Linked DNA regions of Rattus norvegicus: region 2 is linked to region 1. The links are chromatin contacts, called in public Hi-C maps. All regions are on one chromosome and are shown on one strand. The core of a region is the stretch at or near the end of the contact, and the rest is flanking DNA. Distances in the headings are between cores, read along the strand shown.

Region 1 (2,916 bases), core at 403-2,902:
TTAAACATTAATCTCTCCAGGTCTGTCTTGAGGAGAGCCCAGGTATGGGCTACACAGATGGCCAGATCAACTCTCCTGGGAAAGACTGGAATTTGGCTTTAAGTGGTTCCCTCTGGAGGCTGGAATCTCTAGCCCAGAACCCAGATTAATAAAATCAAGGGAGTGATTTCCCGCACCACCACTTGCCCAGAGTCGGGGGGGGGGGGATGGGGGGGTGGGCTTGCTATTGGCTAACTGCCTTCTAGCAGCTGCTGCCCAGAAGTGAGGTTGCTGTCCCCCGGAAGGGTGAAATAGGCCAGGACAGGTGGGATCCCTCTCCCGTAGTTCATTATCTCCAGTGTCTTCCTTCACACAGGCCAGCTCATGGGCCAGGCATGTTTATAGTGACTTGGGTTTTCACACAGCTCCATCCCTCGTTTCCATACACCATATTCCCACTTGACCAGGGGGATGTGCTTTCTGCCAAGCACCTCATCTTGAAGTAACTCGTTATTACATGAGGACGAAGACAGATCTGTGGACTGGAGAGCATCGCCTGTTCATGAGCTTGATCGGAGGAATCCTGCTGAGAGAGCGATTGCTCTTGCTTTGCATGATTGATCCAAGCTTAATTTCTCTAGACTCTTCCTGGGCTTTATTTTCCAGAGGCTCCAACTTGTACCTGTAAGTTCCCTAGGGTGCATTTCCTCCTCATGAGAGGAAGAACCTATAAGGTACCTTCTGCCTAGAAACCCTGTCTAGAAGGAAAACCAAACTTCAGAAATTTAAGTGGCAGCCCTGTTGTAGGAGGCGATGAATGTAAGAATATTGCTAGTAACACGGAGGAGTTCAATTCAGGGCCTCAAGAAAAGGAGGCTGCCACCCAGGAAAACGAAGTCCTTTGATGTCTGGCAGGATCACAGAAGTAGGTATTGCCCACATTTAAAGCACGGTGCTGTTTGCGCATCCCCGCTTCCCTTTCTAAGTTAGGTTATTGCCTCTAAATTACATACTTCCTACATAACCTAGCCCTAGACAGAGGTGGGAGAAAATAAAAAAGGACAAGTGTGTGGAGCTGACAGTAATCGCTTTTGAGCTCTGGCGGCAAGAGAGGAGGGAGTAAATGGTGATTACTGGTTGCTAAGAACGGTGCTGCGTTTTAAAATGGAGAGGAGCACTAATCTGTGAAGGCCCTTTCCCTCCTCTCTAAAAAAGGGAGGCTACAGAGGGCTTTGCAGGCTACTGCAGCCTGGGCGGAATCGCTGAGGGCTCCTCTCTCTGCACCACAAGCTTGACACCAGGCCTCATTTTGCTGAGCCAAAAAAGGGTCCTTTTGTTGCTGATTTTTTTTCCTTTCATTCTTTTCCTCCCTAGTGTCATCTCTCATGGTTGCCTGGGCAACCAGTGTGTATCCTTTCAGCGTAGGTTACTGGGCCCCAGGAAGGAAGTGCTCCAGTGCTGGCCTGCTATTTTTATAGAACCGTTACATAATACAGTCTATTAGAGCTTCCTCTTGGTGTTTTATTGCACAAAGGGGAAATTAAGTTTGATGACTCCTAAATGTTGGATGGAGGATGTCAGGTGACTCTGGGATTGTTCGGCTTAGGCCATACAGCAACGATGTTCCCATAAGCAATTCTAGGAGAACTGATATTCAATCAAGCCCTTGGCAACGATCCCACTCGAGGAAGCAGAGCTCTCTCTGTGGCAGTGTAGCCACAGGCAGCCAGGCTCTCTTCCCAGCTGAGGCAGAGGGAAGTTTTTAAAGATGCAGCTCATTCAGTTTCCTGAGGCTGGGTGGTTACTGGCAAAAAGGTGAGTTCAAAGACAGGGCTAGGCTGCCTCCCTGGGTGTAGGGTCTGGATGCTGTGGCCAGGTTTGCCTCTGGGCCGCTCTGAATTTTGGCCAGTGGTGCTGTCTATTGCTGACATTTACAGCCTGACTGGTGCTTCCGTCACGGGGTCAGGTATTGGGCCCTTATTCCTCCTGAATGTAAACTCTCCTGGTTTCCCAGCTGACTGTTTCCCTCAGCATCTACTCCTCGAATAGATACTGTATTTTGCCTTTGGAGTACATTTATAGTGTTATCACGACACCCTTGATTGCTGGACCATTTCACAGCCTGAATTTCACACTGTATAACCTGATTGCTTGCTTATCTATCTATCTATCTATCTATCTATCTATCTATCTATCTATCATCTATCTATCTATCTATCTATCTATCTATCTATCTATCATCTATCTATCTATCTATCTTCTATCTGTTTTTGTGTGTGCCTATTCCTATGTTAGAGGCCAAAGGACAACCTCAGCTATCATTCTTCAGGGTTGTCTGTCTACCCTAATTTTGACACAGGTTTCCCTTCCTGGCTTGGAGCTCATCAAGCTGGCAGACTGGCTGGCCAACAAACCATAGAGGCCCCCTTGTCTCCACCTTTTCTGTGCTGGGATTACAAACGCAAGCTACCATGCCCAGAGTTTTTATTTACACATTTGTCCATTGTGTGTGCATGTGTATATGTGTGCATGTATGTGTGCATGTGTGTGTGCATGTGTGTGTGCATGTATATACCAGTGTCTGAGCATGTTTGTGTGTGCATGTGTACATGTCTCCATACCATTGATGCTTTTTACAGAACAAGAATGATAGAGAGGGATTGTTGTACCAGGAATTAACACTTTAGCGTCTGAACTGAGGATCACACTTCGTTGTCCCTTACAAAGGACAATGGCCCCTCTTATGGAGGCCTTATCCAAACATGGTTGACTGGCCATTGTGCAAACCACTTTTATCTGTAAATCAAAGTCACCTGCTTTTTCATGTCAAAGAAATCATGAAAATAAAGGCACAGTGTGTCTACAGCCTTACCTTGATGAAAAAGTCCTTAAAAAAAAATCACACTGTAGAGTCAGGACATAATCATGGTATTTGTA
Region 2 (3,006 bases), core at 4-2,503, 86 kb after region 1:
AGATTTGCAAAGATATGGCGAGTAACCAAGAGAATATGATATCCATATAAAAGCAGGAAAGTTTCCCGCGGGAAATGAGAGGAGAATCACAGCTGAGCGGATGGCGTTCCAACTTCGGAGGTAAACTTGTTAAAAACAGAAGTCTGTCATGTGAGATAACAGTCATGCAATCAGGGAAAGAAAGTAAGCCCCCTTTGTCAAAAGACACGGCCATAGATGAGAAAGTGCTTTGAGTCAATTGTCTAGCAAAAGAGCCCACGGAGGAGGAAGAGGACATTTGCACAGAACTCAGGCTCTGGAAGTCTCAAGTTCTCACACTTGCAGAGAGTCTGCTTTGTCGGCTAGAGTTGTCTATACCTGAGACATCTGACACCTGGATGCGACTGCTGTTCATGAGTGTGTATGGCTTCTGTACATGGACTCTAATATCCCAACATGCATGCGCCTCTCATGTTGTGAAAAAAATTCCCAGTTTAAAAAATAGAGGAGAAAACGAATCTTTCTGAAAAGACAAAAAAGACATACTTGTTCATGATGAAATGTCAGTAAAACATTCACGAAGGCCCAAATCAACTTTATTCCTTCATATCGTGCTGTTAAACCAAGAACATAGTATATTTAGCTTTTAAAATATTCTGTCTTTTAAACTTTTATTTTATTATTTGTTTATGTTTATGCGTGTAGAGGTACCTGTGGAGGCAGGAGAGGCAATCAGATCCCCTGGCACTGGAACTAGAGGTGGTTGAGAGCTGCCCCACATGGGTGCTGGGAACTGAATCTGGGTCCTTTGCAGGAGCAGTGAGTGATCTTAACCAAGCATGGAGCACCGTTCCACTCGTGAAATGTACTTTACCTGGGAAAGATTCTCACTTGTGGTGGAATTTAACCCTAAATTGAAAGCATCTTCTACATAAAGTAGAAAACTGTATGCAGAAAATACCATATGTGTCATTTGCATGCATAAAGTACTTTTTTTCTTGGTCAGTGTAAAGTTTATTAAAGCACTGTGTGTGTATGTGTATGTGTATGTGTATGTATATGTATATGTATATGTATATGTATATGTATATGTATATGAATATGTATAAGCTCAACTCTGCTGCCAATCCTCTTCAGGTAAGTCCAGCTGTTCCCTTGTTAGCCCTCTTTCTTCATTTCCTGACTTTCCCAAGTCTGTTGACTTGAGTGACAGTTCTAACTTTTTCTCACAGTCAGAGTGTCCTTTAGACTGGATGATTCACCAGTTGGAAACTATCTCAGGCTCCCAAGATAATTGTGGAATGTCAGTTCACTGCACAGAGTGCAAGTTCAGCATGAAGGAGTATGAGACATGAGCTTCAGAAGAAGGCAAACGTTAAAAGCAGTCAAGTTCAGTTGCAGGAAGGGGCCTCCAGCTTCTAAGCTGGTGTACGTGAGGAAGGGTTCTCCCCTGCCCCAAACTAGTATACATGAAAGAGAAAGAAGCCTAACCTAACTGTCTTACTGTTCAAGCTTTCTAAGAAGTTAAAACTTGCCTCTAAGTTCACAAAAACAAGTAAGAAAGGAAAGAAAAAGAATTAACCTGTATTGTCTTCTCAAAGATCAACACAGAAACACCACCTGTCTGAAAAGTACATTGTGGTGATAATAAGTTAAAATCTAAATATTCCTGGAACCACGAAGCTGATAAGTTATGCTCAACATTAGGGGATTCTTGATTTTCAGTTTTGGAGGAAATCAAGTAATCGTACCAGTTGAGAGTAGTCTGTTTTGGTCACTTCAGTACTTAAAATCTCCTGTCAAGAAAATTAGAAGCTTCAGGGCACTGTGGGAATCTCTACAGAGAAACACTGCCATGTTGCCTTGTGTGGAGCCTAAGTTAGAAAATTGCTACAGTAAGTAGTATCTTAGTAGAGTGATTTGAAGAATCTCAAATACATAGCAATAAAATACAAGTTTCATTTAATATCTCATGACTGGACAACTTGTATGCAAAGAAATGTTAATTCCAGGACTTTGAAGAACGAGAAGAATTTTTGATGTGTTAATGAGTCTAATTCCAAAGTTTCAGACAGGTAAGATTACTTCCTCAACATGACAGGGCTTAAAAGTTACAAGGGCAATGTAAAGATTATTATACGTTTATGTTTTAAAAATATATAGTTCTGAAAAGTATTGTTACTTTAGCGACCCAAATAGAACAATCACAAAAATCATCTATAGTCTATGACCCTGGGTTCAGGCTTGTAAATTTGAATGGAAACAAGAAACAAACAAACCAACCCGGAAGTGTGTTGGCTTGATGTATTTCCATGCTTCTGTGTGGGGAAAAGGAGGCCCTGGCAGGAAATGAAGGCAGAGTAAGTCACACCCCTTTCTGAAAGGATGGTGACCTTGGCTCCAGGAAAAGCACTATGGGAATGTCCTCACTGTTCAACTTCCAATGCTGTTGAAGTGATTCCATGAAGTGTGTGTGCACAGTTGTTATTTATCCAGCTTTGAACTTAACAGTAGACAAAGAAACATTGGGAGTGACCCTAAGGAGACTCACATGGACGGCCACGACCGTACAAGATCTTGAAATTATTAAGTGGAGCAGTTGTCTCCAAGCACAAGGAGTACAGCATCTCAGGGAAAAGGGGAGACTGATTTTTTTCATTCTCACAGGAGACAACATGGAAAAAGACTTGAAATGCACCACGAGGAACTTAATGTAGAAATCAAGACATCACGACACCGGATTGAATGTTCACCAGGTTCCAGAGTTGGCACAGATCTCTTCCCAGAGGTCTTCAGGATGTATCATTAACAGCATTCAAGGAGGACCTTGAGGCGTAAACACTGTTGATTGTGGTGAGTGCTGTTTGGGAGAGAACAGTTGGCCAATAGCTACGGTAGCCGAGGGGCCGGCTGTGCACCTCCCCACAGCTGCAGAGCAAGCCTCTTGCCAGCTAAATTGAGCTGATTGGACACAACGTGGTTGTTTGTAAGCCCCAGAGAGCCTTCCCACATCCCAGCCCTGGGGCT

Evidence for each region. Hi-C and Micro-C count contacts between places; a contact is called where the count stands out from the background.
Region 2: a Hi-C map of kidney shows a contact between it and region 1, with 2.1 times the contacts expected there. The contact joins two enhancer-like sites. A contact is called at or near these places in 2 of 12 Hi-C or Micro-C datasets (kidney and psoas muscle).

Annotation. Positions count from the first base shown.
Region 1 is chr2:122,626,614-122,629,529 of GRCr8, forward strand. No RefSeq gene overlaps it. Among named protein-coding and RNA genes, the nearest start is that of Spry1, 140 kb to the left of the region's middle. Within about 2 kb of position 1,653, at least 64 of the 93 cell types and tissues checked have an H3K27ac peak or open chromatin away from gene starts, as enhancers often do.
Region 2 is chr2:122,713,213-122,716,218 of GRCr8, forward strand. LOC134485902 (a long non-coding RNA gene) reads right to left here. Exons shown (of 3, transcript XR_010064258.1): 3 at 1-2,839. Among named protein-coding and RNA genes, the nearest start is that of Spry1, 230 kb to the left of the region's middle. Within about 2 kb of position 1,254, at least 11 of the 93 cell types and tissues checked have an H3K27ac peak or open chromatin away from gene starts, as enhancers often do.